Linked DNA regions of Mus musculus: region 2 is linked to region 1. The links are chromatin contacts, called in public Hi-C maps. All regions are on one chromosome and are shown on one strand. Each heading gives the region's core, a stretch centred on a gene start, on an enhancer-like site or on the middle of the called end of the contact. The rest is flanking DNA. Distances are from core to core; before and after follow the strand shown. Region 1 overlaps Tshz2 (teashirt zinc finger family member 2). Region 2 overlaps Tshz2 (teashirt zinc finger family member 2).

The links. A called contact is a pair of places that touch in the nucleus more often than the background predicts.
Region 2: a contact with region 1 is called in a Hi-C map of liver, with 1.8 times the contacts expected there. The contact joins two enhancer-like sites. A contact is called at or near these places in 1 of 15 datasets of contacts at CTCF or cohesin (CD8 T cells) and 4 of 484 Hi-C or Micro-C datasets (the HPC-7 cell line, liver, muscle stem cells and 1 more).

Annotation. Positions count from the first base shown.
Region 1 is chr2:169,718,836-169,725,734 of GRCm38.p6, reverse strand. The region is part of intron 1 of Tshz2 (teashirt zinc finger family member 2); the gene reads right to left. Among named protein-coding and RNA genes, the nearest start is that of Gm34344, 55 kb to the right of the region's middle. Within about 2 kb of position 1,329, at least 45 of the 459 cell types and tissues checked have an H3K27ac peak or open chromatin away from gene starts, as enhancers often do. A contact at or near this core is called in liver, where this site is marked.
Region 2 is chr2:169,785,722-169,792,716 of GRCm38.p6, reverse strand. All of the region lies in intron 1 of Tshz2 (teashirt zinc finger family member 2), which reads right to left. Among named protein-coding and RNA genes, the nearest start is that of Gm34344, 120 kb to the right of the region's middle. Within about 2 kb of position 2,101, at least 160 of the 459 cell types and tissues checked have an H3K27ac peak or open chromatin away from gene starts, as enhancers often do. A contact at or near this core is called in liver, where this site is marked.

The sequences.
Region 1 (6,899 bases), core at 80-2,579:
CTTTGATATGCTTTCTCTTGTCATGGTGACCCCCACTTTATAACTGATTTTGCTACTGTTGTGAGTTGTAATGTAAATATGTAATATGTAGGATATCTGATATGGGACCCTTGTGAAAGAGTCCTTTGACACTGAAAGGGGTCAAGACCCACAGGCTGAGAACCACTGGCTTGTGCATCCCTTTAATGAAAGGAAGAGGTGAGGGCCTGTGCTTACCGTTAAAGACCTGTCTTCAATCTACCAGAACCTAGATGCCTTCTTGAACGATTAGAACTTTGGAGTGTGGCACCAGAAAGGCGTGAAGTAGCATCATCTACTAGTCTCCAACAGGGTTGGCCAGTCAGGGCACAACTGCTGGTTGGTGGCTTTGTTATGTGGCTCTTGCTGTGAGATAGACATTTGTCAACAATAGTGGCCTGTAGCCATTTGATGTCAGTCAGAACATGCTAGCCCTTTCACTCTACTGTATGTGGATACACACGCATGAATGCCTGCGTGCATATGTGTGGTGGCTGGATACCACTCATCTTGTTTTGGAGACAGAGTCTCTCACTGGCATGAAACTTGCCAAGTGGGCTAGCTGAGCAGAGAGCCCCAGGGATCAGGTTCTGACAGTCTCTACTTCCCCATTGCTGGGATTCTAATTGCATGCTACGATGCCTGGCCTTTTGAAATAGGGGTTCTGGGGGACCAAATGCCAGTACCAAAAGGCAAGTACTTTTCCGACTGAGCTCTCTTCCTAACACCTTCTTCGCCCCTTCTGTTTTGATAACTGAGAAGGGATCTGGGATGAGCTGGATGCAAAGCCACCCGTGATTGAGAACGGGTGCATCGGGATTTCCCAATGCGAAGTACTGCATGTCTCCTACCTAGCAGAGGGAAAAGCATCTTTTAGAAGTACAAATGGTACCGTTTTCTAGGGTTCACCATATGTGTCCCCAGATCAGGCTGAGAGGTGACAAAGGCAAGATGAGCAATGAGCCCCATGCCATCAGTGATATCTAAAAGAGGCTAGTTAGGTCTGGGTTGCCTTGAGTCCCACACCATCAATGATGTCTGAAAGAGGCTAGTTAGATCTAGGTAGCCTTGTGCCCCACACCATCAGTGGTGTCTGAAAGAGGTTAGTTAGGTCTGGGTTGCCTTAACCCATGTGCCTGAGAATAAGAACAGAAAGGCGCACAAGACAGGCAGATCCCTTCCCAGAGATGCCCTTGCTTCTGTATCCACAGAATTCAAGGTGCAAGCCAGCCAGCCAGCCAGCCAGCCAGCCATCTTTTCACGTCCATCAGATGGCCAGACAGCAAGGAAGGAAGGGCTGCTGACGCAGATAACGGGAGCCATTAGTCCCTCGCCAATTATGGCAGCTGCGGTGGCTCTGTCTTTGAGGGGCAGGAGTGGTTCAGGAATTGTGAATTTAAATCTTGCAGTTGGAGCTCAGATCACCGCTAGTGAAACAATGTTTAGAAGCGCCTGAAAGATAGCAGCTAATTAATGAACAGTCAGGCCCGGTTCCTAAGACATTTGAAACAAAACAGGACAGAGCTCTCTGCTCTGTGTACTTCGGGGACTGACAGAGAGCCAAACCGGAACTTGACAACGAGCAGAGGAGCCCATTCCTCTTGTGAGTTCCCATGAGCCACCAGTTCTCTTTAAAGTGTGGCTTTTATGTTGAGAAAGAAGAGTATTATTTGGGGAGCCAAGCACGCATGTATGGGCTGCACGGGGTACACACGTAACACACACGGATCTTGCTAATCGTGTGGCAAACTGTTCTGTGCTAACGGTTTCCAAACTTCCCCTCCCTCACGCAAACAGTACCTATTACTTTAAACACCCGGGTGTCTCGTAATTGTTCAAAAATGTGTCAGACTACCAGTAATTCAAGTCCTGTCAAAAATAAATCTCAGAGACTCACTTCTTCCAGTCGGTGCCTTGGGAAAAAAACACGCCCACATGTCAATTCCCGGAAGCCTCTGCAATGTTTCTTTGTTCTGAATTTGTGTAAACAGAAGAAGGCTCCTTTCCCTTAACAACTGTTTTCTGAAACCTATATAAATGTTTACGTGAACCTCCTTGCAACAACACCTAACCGAAGCAATAAAAGCCACCGTGTAGGTAAATACACAGGCACAGTGCTGTGTGTGCCTCTTGGTGATAAAGGTTCCTGTGAGAAGGAGCAATGTCGCGACTTGTGAATTATTCTCTCACTTTTTTTTTCTTCCTTCCAGAGGTCTGACCCAAAGCATTTACATTTTAAATTGGAAATCAAACCAATCTCCCATCAGAAAGGGGTGACAGTCTCTGGCTCTCTTCCCCGTGTATCCAAATGAGATTGCTTCACAGATAATCTCAAAATCACAGATAAATAAATGAAGGGGGAAACTGAGTATAAGAAAGAAAGAAAGAAAGAAAGAAAGAAAGAAAGAAAGAAAGAAAGGAAGGAAGGAAGGAAGGAAGGAAGGAAGGAAGGAAGGAAGGAAGAAAGAAAGAAAGAAAGAAAGAAAGAAAGAAAGAAAGAAAGAAAGAAAGAAAGAAAGAATTCACAAAAGTGGCAGCTAGTGAAGATGGGATAGCAGAGTTTCTCTGTGTTTTTGTTTTCTGTCACTAACCGGTACCGGGAGCCCTGGAGAGCAGAGTCCAGTCCTTACAGAAAAGCATACGGGGGCTGTGAACAAGTACCAATGACGGAGGAGTCATGCATGGCTCTCTCGGGCCTTGCATTTCTGATAGAACAGTTCTTTGGCTGAATAACATTGCATTCATCTGATCAGAAAATCAGCTCCCATTCAGTATTTCTTGCAAAACCAGAATTTCAACAAGGGAAGAAACACACAGACACCCCTAACGTTGAGTGCCCCTCTCCCAGGTTCTCAGCTAGCTGTCTTTACTGAAGAAATAAACACAGCCGTGAGCTGTGCCCAGATGGAGGCCGAGAAAATGTTAGGATGAAACCCTAAGTCACTCTCTTCTGGGGCAAATGAGAATAAGTTGGCTTGCGTTAGGCGAGGACGGGTCGATATTTCATTATTAACACGGTGACAATTGCATATTAACAAGAGGTCATTTTCCCCCCAAGCATCTAACTGCCAAACCTGCTGGATGAATGGTTTCCTTCCTCCACTGGAGCATCTTTCTGTTTCTCTTCTGCTAATATGGAAACTTGAGCCTTTAGCCAGTGTGTGTGTGTGTGTGTGTGTGTGTGTGTGTGTGTGTGTGTGTGTACCACATATGCTCATCAAAGCATCCATCTTTGCTGGGCAGGATTAGGAAACACCTAGTAAGGCTTCCTGAAGGAAGCCAGGGATTTTGTTAACCTGTTCCCTTTAGGCTTCCTTCCCCCAGCCCGAATGTTCTCATCAACTTGTTTGTCTGTGGGATTTAAATACTCATCCTGTTTGGCGGATGGCAGTTTTATTTAGAGAAGTAAAGTACACATTTTCTTTGACTCTCAGGAGAGATATAATAAGATAAGCCATTAATTCGAAGGGGCAACATACGGGACAGATGGAATTCTAACTGTGTGGTTACCTTCTCCAACGGTGGAGGGGGCAGAACGCATAATAAATCAGGCACGGTCCGGCAGTCACGAACGGGCTCATCCTGCCCATGCCCACAATGGAGAACAGTGCGTGCTCTCGGTGTAGACCATTAGGTTTCCTAGAGTGAGTGAACTATGAGATATCGCATTCTTCCCTCCTGGGAAGGAGCCTCTTCGTATTCTGCATGGTGCAGAGAAAGCTTGCCCAGCTGAAGGACGGCTAATGAGGAGTAATATGCGGCCGCACAGAGGATGCCAGCTTCTCTTTTGTGTGCTGAGTCCTAGCCACAAGAAATAAAGATGTCTCCCTGGGTTCCTTTGAAGCGATCCGCATTCGGTTCCCTTTCTCTTCCTTTTGTCCTGTTTATTCTTGAAAAAAATCTTAAGGGTCTTTAGATGCCAGCTTTCTAAATTTTCTCAGTGGAGTGGTTATCCTTTAGCTGCCCAGGGGGCCCCAGCCACGGGACACATTTGACACAATCCTATGTAAAGGCAGAATTATATCTCAAGAATATCAAAACCCAAAGAGTTCGTATATTTCTATAGGTAAAAAGTTACGGGGTGGGCGAGGCAGCTCAGTGGTTAAAAGTACTTGCTGCTCTTACAGAGGATGAGAACTCAGTTACTAGCACCCACTTCTCAGGGGCCTCAAGACCACAGGTGACTCCGGCTCCAGGGGATCTGACACCCTCTTCTGCCTCTGGCTTCCACGGACACCTTCACTCACGTGCACACACATGCATACATATACAGATAAAAAGGATTGAAACAAATCATTAAAATATTTTAAGTCATACCGCTACCTATAGCTGATATGAATCACTAGAAATTGCATATTTATGGAATATTTTGTGCACTCATCCGGTAACAATGGTTAAGCATCTACTCTGGTCATAGACCGCCTGTCCCCCCGTTGCCAGCTCATGTAAGTGAGGTGCAGATGAGAGATCACCCAGATGCTGTTTAAGTGTCCACAGAGTCAAGTGGCATGAGAGACAGGGCACAGATGGTGAGCCGGAAGTGAGATGACGCCCATGCCTCCAGATGGATTTTCTCAGGAAGAACTGAGAATGAAGGTGCTGCCTGTGGCTAGGGATGACGATCCGAAGATAGTCTGGGAAGAAAATGCAGCTTGCAAAAGTCGATCTACGAAAAGACGCGTGTTAAAGTAGAAAGCAGTGTCAGCGATTCAAGGAACTGGGGCTGGAGGTGCCAAAGGATTGTTGTCAGGGTTAGAGAGAACTAGGGTAGCTGTCAGTCTCTACTAGGTCTCGAAGGTATGGAGAAGGTGCCAGGTGTCTCTGAACAAACCCAGCGTTGTGAGTTTAGGTGTGTATCCTCGAGGCAGGCTGGAGTTTCAAACCCTGGAACCTGGGGTTGTGACTTTATTTGGAGAGAGACCCCTTGAAGATGTCATTAAGGTGAGATGAAATCTTTCGTGTGGACTTGAATCCAAGGATTGGTGTTTTTATGCAACAAAGGAAAATTGGACACGGACATAAAAAGAAAGGGATATGAGACAAAGAGGAGGGTGTCACGTAATAAGAGAGGCGAGGCAAGAGAAGCCAGGAACCACTGGAAGCTGGGAAAAGAAAGGCGCCCTCCTCCTCCTCCTCCTCCTTCTCCTCCTCTTTTTGTGCTTTTAGATAAGGTCTCAATATGTATTCCAAGCGTGCCCCAAACTTTTAATCCTCCTGCCTCAGCTTCCTGAAAGCTGGGATCACACAGATTTTTGCCATGTGCCCAATTCCTTGATTTCATGACCGTCAGAAATCCATTTCTGTGGTTCTCAAGTCTCCTAGCTTAGGGACTTCGTTTCAGCGTCTCTAGAAAACCAGTGCACCCTTAAAGCCACTGAAGAATTTTAAGTGCAGGGAGTTTAACTGGGTAGGAGTCGCATATGGATGACATTTCTGTGTTCAAAGGACCCACTTAGCTGCAGAATGAACATCATCAAACTGGAGAGGGGAAAGAGTGGGGGCTCTGGAGGCTCCCGGGAGAGCGATGGGTTCTAGGCACTAGACACCAGCAGGGATATTTGTGGCACGGAAGATATGCGTGGTCAAACCAGGTGGGCTCAGAAGGCCACCCGTTTTACAGGGACCTGCAGCTCTGAGCACACGGACTCTTGTTCTACCTCGTCATGGACCTGGCAGACCCCGACTGGAGCATCCCAGTGACAATAGAATTATTTTCCCACTTCACACATCGAATTGTTTTTGTCTGAGTTATAATTGCTTTTTACATAATAACAAAAAAAAAAACCCTCCTCAAGAATGACAGAGCAGAGAGAACTACTTTTCGCCTCCTTCACGGAGGTGCTACATGCAGGAGAGGCTGTGATTGAGGGGGGAAAGCAGTCCTTTCAAACCGTGGACCATTAATGACTTAAGACGCGGTTGGATCTGGGCTTAGGGGCTCTCAGAGACAAGCTATTGACATTGTCATTAAAGGATCAACACAATTCGCTGGTCATCAACCTGGCATATAGATTATGCAAAGAGCGATGACACGTGTGACTCCTTCAGGGCCCTTTGATGCTTGGCGGATCATTGTCTCTGCAGAACATTTTGAAGAGTGAGCAATGAGCAATGAGTCCTACTTCTTAAGCAACCCCTTCCTGTCTCTGTAAGGGGAAGGCATTGTCCCCTGGGCTGGTTCATGTGCTATTGCTATAATACAATACTCAAGGCTGTATGCTTTTATGTTCCTCGTAGGTTTTGAATCTGAAAGCCAGTGACCTTCATGAATGAACCCTTCAGTGTGAGGTTGTCACAGCAGCGAGAGTCCATGGGGATGAGATCCCGTGGTGATACCTGAAGCCAGAGATGGGGGTGACACTAGTCTCTCTCATTAATGACAGCGCATCTCTGGAGACCAAACTAGTACCTTTCCAGGGCAGTGTTGTCAGTGGTCCAGTCTCTTACTAGGCCCCTCCTCTTAAAGGTACCAAGAGCTACTCTGGGGCCCAACTTCCCCTAGCCCATGAATCTTAGGGACCAAACCGTACCAAACCATGAACCTCACAACGGTTGTCATGGACGAAGCTGAGTCTTAGCTTGAGCATCTCAAAAGCAGATATCCTGACAAAATAACTTCGGGCCAGAATGCGGTCAGAGGCTCATTGACTTAATCTGAAATTTTTATTTTAAGTGACTCGAATAATCCTTCATCTTGCCAGCTCTTAAGAGTCAGGCACTTGCCATGCAGACTCAGAAATTTGCCACTGAAAAAAAAATCTAAACCGAGGTTCCCAGTTCTAACACACAGCAGCACAAACAGAATGTCGGCTTCCTCCCTGATTCAGATGGGTCTATTCTAGGCGACCATCCACTATATGTGCTGTTTGCTAACACTCACC
Region 2 (6,995 bases), core at 852-3,351, 66 kb before region 1:
TTCATACTTTCATTTCTCCTCTTTCCCCTCCCTCCTTCCTTCCCTCTCTACATTCCTTCCCTACCACTTTATATTTTCTTTCTTCCCCCTTCCTTCCCTGCCCTTCCTCCTTCTCTCCCTCACTTCTTCCCTCCTTCCTTCCATTCTTCCACCCCTCCTTCCTTGCTTTTCCTCCATCCCTTCCTCCTTCCTTCCATCCTTCCTTTCCGTCCCTCCTTTCTCTTCCTCCCTCCCTCCTTCTCTCCTTCTTTCCCACCTCATACCCCTTTGCTTCCATCTTTTTCCTCCTCTTTCCTTTCTTTCTCCCCTCCATTTCCCTCCCTTCCTTACATTCCTCCTTCATTCCTTTCTCCCCTCACTTTCCCTCCTCCCTCCCTCCCTCCTTCCTTCCTTTCCCCATGACCCTTTGCTTCAATCTTTCCCCCTTCTCTTTCCTTTCTCCTCCTCCTCCTTTTTCTTTCTCTTATCTTGTTCTCTTTCTTTTGTTCATTCATTTTCCCAATCCTTTGTTCCCTTTTTCTTTAGTTTGCTCTGTGGTTGATTTTATTTTGGGTCAGGGGTCAACTAATAAACCCTTCAGGCTTTCTGGGAGAGGAGGTGAAATCGAAACTACATGCAGGGTTTTATAAAAGACAGAAAACAGACTTCCTTAACACTATTATTATTATTATTATTATTATTATTATTATTATTATTATTATATCATTATTTAAACTATGTGGAATTTATTCTGGCTCCTCAGCTATGGGTTTGCACTTGATGACCTGGCTCCTGTCGGCTGCCCAATTCTGGGTCATACCTAAGCCTGAAACTTCCTAATTTCAAAATGGCCAGATGCTCATCCCAGACTTACAAACACTCACAAAGGCCTTACTGCGCAATGACTCTTTGGCTAAGAGCAGAGGCCCCAGAACTAAACAGCCTGACTTTGAAGCCCAACCTGGCCACAGAGGACACCTTGCGGTTTGGAACTGCACAGCCCTGAATATCAGTGCCACCTGCTAAAAGTAAAGAAGCCAGCCATCTGAGAATGGTAGTGAAGGTTAAACTGAGACACAGAAGAGTTGGCAAGATGGTTTATAGGGTAAAGGCGCTTGCAGCCAAGCCTGATGACCTGAGATCAAATCCCCAGTGCCTACTTTGTATACTGAATGTTGTTTTCTAACCTCTATAAGTGTGCTCACACACACACACAAACACACACACACACACACACATGCACGCACATACAAACACATACACACACACACTGTAATGTAAAAACAATAAGATAAAAAGAAGTTACTTAAAATAGCACAAAGTTAGCACTAGAGAGTAACTTGTTTTTATCGCTTTGATACCATCCATGGGGGCAGGAGAAGGGAAGTTTCCCATTTCGGGAAGAAAAAAGAAACAACAAAAAAACCTGATAAGCCAGGAGTCTGTTTCCTGGTCCCTGGAGCCATTTGGTGGTAGAGATGGTGCCAAAAGGAGAGATGCACTTAGAAGATATACTTGGGCACTTTCCGAGTGCGCTTCTGCAAACAGGATGCTGTAAATGTCTCCTTGGGGGACGAGCCTGCCAGCAGGTCTCGGTTTCCACTTGTGATTTACAGAGTCCTTTCCTCTAGTTCAGATAGGTTTTCCTGCCTGCCCTCTGTGCAGATCTTACTTCAAGTCCAGCCCCATCCAGTACAGAACGTGTCTCCCCACCCTCAGGCGAGGGATGCATAGCAGGAGTATCAAAGAGGTTTCCTGTTCCAGTTTCCTCCTTGGCACCCCTGCCAGGCGGAAATCTCTTAAGGCCTTACTTAGCATGCACCGGCAAGAGCTGAGCCAGGGCAAGCGGCACAGCTACTGGCACTGGCTCCTCCTATCCGCCCTCCCTCCCTTTCTCTCCGCCCCTTTGCTTTCTCCCTTCTCCCAGGTTTCCGCTGACAGTAAGTGCACTCGGGTTACACACAGCTTTCTTTGGAAAGCCCCCTTTTTAATGATCTGGCAGCCCAGGAAAAAAAAAAAAAGAAAGAAAGAAAGAAAAAAAATTCAATCGCTCTTCCCACAGCTTCCGCAAGCCCCAGTGATAAATGACACCTGTCATTCTGTCACAGACAAGCAGCACAGACTGAGATGTCAGTGATGTATGGCTCACTAGAACAGGAAATCAACTTTTCTCCCCCCAAAGGGGGAAAAAATCTAAAAGAGCTGACCAGAACATTGTCAGGAATCAGTTTTGCCTCCCAGACAGATGGGAAAGGAGACGGGAAAAGTTTGAACTTAGGAAAGGAAAAAAAAAAATCAGATCAAAACAAGAGGAATAGTGTCTGGAGAGAAGCTGGCATCCAGTGGGCCACACCGTGTGCGGGCATGGCTGAGGTCTTTGTAGCACACAGGGCATGGACCAAGTGTTCACCTCTGTTGGCGCCTGAGGGAGGGAAGGGTGAATCTCACCCTGTGAGATTCTATTCTCCTTAGGAGTCTCACCGGGGTGGGGAGGGGTTGGGGTTGGGGGTGGGTTGGGGGCCTGGGGGGTGAGGGGTATGGGGGGGGAGAAGTGAGTCAAGTCAGAGATTTGTTTGCTAAGCACAAAGTAGCCAGTTTTACACAGCTCCCAAGGGAAGACAATAACATTCCCAATGGCTGCTCTCCCCGGTATTCCCACTTCACAGAGATTGTCACCTGAAGAACAGCAAGGTCTCATGCGATGACAGTCATGGGGAGGCGCAGGAATGGCTTCCCTACCTTTCTCCTCATTTTCCCACCCTCTTCTCATCCCATCATCCACACATGTTAAATTCAAAACCATCCATTATCAAGCTGTATCATTTCTATACACTCGAGGCTCTGACTGGAAAAGACAAACTCAGCCACATCTGACTGATACTGAACAGTTGGGCTTATACTTTTGTGCTAAACTCACAACAGAAAATTAAGACACAGACAAGTAGTTTATTCCTATGTGGGATGTCTAAGAATCGGTGTGTCATCACCTGGGATAGGGTAGGTGACATGTTGAGTAGGCACCCTGGTTTCCACCCACTGAGACCTGAAAGCACTTCACACCAGTGAGACCAAGAAAAAATTTCCCTGGGTGTCTCTGGACATCCACTGCGAAACAGTTGCCCCAATTGAGAACCCTTATCTTAAAAATCTGAAATCAAACAACCTAGAAAAGATTATGTTCCAGGGATGAGTTGAAGTTGGCATGCTAAGCAGTCTGATATAGAAAAATGCTCAAAGATTGTCCCAAAGATACACTAACTTTCCCAGGTTTTCACAAACATTTCTATTTAAGCTTTGTAACAACCAAAAAGTCCAGTTGCCATTTGTTTTGCATGTATCTTCTGTATAGATGGGACAGAACTGGATACCGCAGAGGGAAGTAGGCTTAAAGCAGGCAAAATGATTCACAGGGGCCGGGGAGATAGCTCTGCCATCAAACTGCTTGCCGTGTAAGCAGAAGACCCTGTTTGGATCTCCAGAGCCATGGGCATTGGTGGCACACACCTCTGATCTCTTGTGAAACAAAGGCATGCAGATCTCTGGGACTCAGTCCAGGATCAGTGAGAGACTCTCCCTCAGTCAATAAGGTAGAGTCATTGAGGAAGGTACCGGGTTTTGATCTCTGGCCTCCACATGCATATGCATTCATGTATACTGTATATATACACACACACCACACAGAGAGACACACTACACACACACACACACACACACACATACACACACCACAGAGAGACACACCACATACACACCCCACAGAGAAACATACTACACACACACATACACACACACTGCACAGAGAGACACACTACACATATACACACCACACACACCACATAGAGAGACAAACTACGCATATATACATACACTCACACCACACATATACACACCATACACACAGACACACACACACCACACACATCACACACACATCACACAGAGACACACCACACACACATACACACACACAATCACATAAAGAGACACACTACACATATACACACATACACATACATACCACACACATATATACACCACACACACACCACACATACACACATATACCACACACATATATACCACACATACACACACATACCACACACATATACACCACACACACCACAGAGAGACACACTACACATATACATACACATGCACACACACACCACACACATACACACTCCACACACATGCAGACTCACACATCACACACATACACACTACACCACACACGTACACTACACATAGACTACATACACACCACACACACAAACAAACACACTCCTCAATTTCAGATAAATCACTTTAATGCTAGTGAAAGATAGCAATCAGAACCACACATCTCATTTCCAATGATATCATGAAATGACTGTTTTCATGCTCTGAAAATTATTAAATTATGATTTATTAAGCATGAGCATTAAATGTTTTTGAACATTTGAGCTTGTGGTTTGAATGGAAGAAAGTTGGACAGAAATCACACCCTTCTGCCGGGGCTTTCTGTGCGCGGCAGGGCGAGAACCTGAAACTGTTAACATACAAATCCTCTCAACGCAGCTTGCACAGCTGCATCCAAAACATTCTTTGACCCCTCCAGTAAAGCATGGGATGAAAAGGAAGCAGAGCCTGCTTCCAGACACCGCATAAAACATCTCAGCTTGTCACCCGTCAGTTGTCACCGAGAGAGATCAAAGTTAATTTGAGAGACACATATAGATTGATCCGTGTAAAGCCGTTAATGGGAATCACATGGGAAGACAAGAAACAACAGGCAATAGGCTGAGCGTGTGATCATAAAGAATAAAACAAAAAAAACATGGCATGAATAGATGGAGCACAAACCCCCACTCCAGCAGAAGGTGGAGGAAGACAAGACCTCAGAGAATCAGGAAGGATTGGGGGCCACCGCGGGACGTTCCTGTTCTGCTGCCCTGAATCCCCAAAAAGAATCTACCCTTGGAAAATACTGTTTAGCATCCAGAATGACCAGGCAAATGATTGTGGGGCTTATTCCAGCAATCAGTGTTCATTCTGAAACCACTTTCCTAAAGACCTTAAAGATGAGTGTGTCCATTCCCCGTCCTCTCCCCTGGCACCTCCTCCAGGCGGGCCTGGTGGGATTTGTCCTTCATTGCCTTGGTCAATTGCACAATTCTTGGAGCAATTCTTTGTTCACACAGCCCTGCCTTGCCTACCAATGGGGATCCTAATAAATTTTTATGCTGTAACAGGATTTTTTTTTTCCTTTCATCCTCACCGTCTGGTCTTGCATCATGTTGAGGGCAATTACACATTTATTTATTACGTGGTCTCAAATATAAAACCACGAAAACTCTACCAAAGACAGCAGCTTTTCAATCATCCATCAAGATAGACCCGTTTGCAAAGACGATCCCCCCTTCTGCATCCTGAAAGTCATTACTCACTCCGGAAAGCTTATCTCCAAGACCTCCTTCATCTGAGGATATTGTTAGGCAGGGTGTGCCAAAGTGTTGGTCAGGGAACTGGGGAACATGATGCTCCCTCCGAGGACATGATTAGGAGGTGGAGTCCCAATTTAGGCTTTGTCTACATGAAACTTAAACAGTCCACCACGGAGATCTGAAGCAGTTCGTTATGCAACTGACAGATTTAGCTTTATCTACACGATGTCAAACTGTGTCCACACATGTCACACATTCACAGGATGCTGGTGTTGATTGGAATTCATGTTGAGTATCTGGGAATACTTAACTGGAGACTGGTCACAAAAGGGACACAGTATTCACCATGTGGCAGTACTCAAAACTCTGAAATGTGCCTGTGTGCTATAAGACCTGGATACCTCCATTCATGCGGAGTCCCTCTGCCCAAATGCTCTTGATGGCCTGATATTCTGAGCCCCTGAATCTACCATCTCCTGATGTTTCCAGAGTGACCCCTCTTGGTCTTTTTAGTGTTATGAGCTGATCTTCCCCATCTTTCATGTTCCCTCTACAACCAGACAGTGATAAGCTCCAAGTATGTTTCATTCAGTCACAATTACTACCCTAAGATAACTCTTACTGTTTTTCACAGTCGGCTTTAGCCATGACCTGTCCGTCTCTCCAAGGTATGGATCTCTCTCTATGACACACACTTAATGGGAACACCTACATTTCTCTGGCTAGTGGTGAGTGTCTGGGGGGCTGTGTGGCAGACTGGAGATTCACAGCCCTGAGAGAAGCTTTCTAGTGAGGAGAGAGGGCAACTTGGTGAAAACTACTCAAGCACCTTGGCTCCTTATTTAGGAATATTCTAAAGTGAGCACTCTACAGAATGACCAGGACCCAGAACATTCTACATTACAAGTTCCCTCCCCCTCTCTTCTCTACCCTCTACTTATGTTTACTGGGGTCAACAAGTAGATCAAGTATTTGAACTCCAGTGGGTTTTGTTTTTGTTTGTTTTTAATTTTTTTAGATCTTTAAGACATTTTATTTTTTTACTACCAGGGTACCTATATCTCTTGCATTGTTGCTATTTGCTTTGGTTTGTTTGTTTGTTTGTGGTTTTTTTTTTTTTTTTTTTTTTTTTTTTTTTTTTTTTTTTTTTTGGTTTTTTGAGACAGGGTTTCTCTGTGTAGCCCTGGCTGTCCTGGCACTCACTTTGTAGACCAGGCTGGCCTCGAACTCAGAAATCCGCCTGCCTCTGCCTCCCGAGTGCTGGGATTAAAGGCGTGCGCCACCACGCCCGGCGACATTGTTGCTATTTGCAGAAGCGCCAGGCACTGTCAGTTTGGGATGAATTAGGCTTTTCATAGAGAAGGTTAAAACAAGAACAAGGGATTATGGTATATTCTAATGAAGTGCTGGATCTAATGACTCTGCATCAAGGTGGTTGGATAACTGGCTGCTTGGGGGAGGGGGCTCAGATGAACCTGTATCTGTATCTGCATCTGAATCTGAGTGTGGGGTAAGTTCACATGAATGCAGATGCTCTCAGAGGCCAGAGAACGGTGTCAGATTTACTGGAGGCAAAAGGCAGTTGTGAGC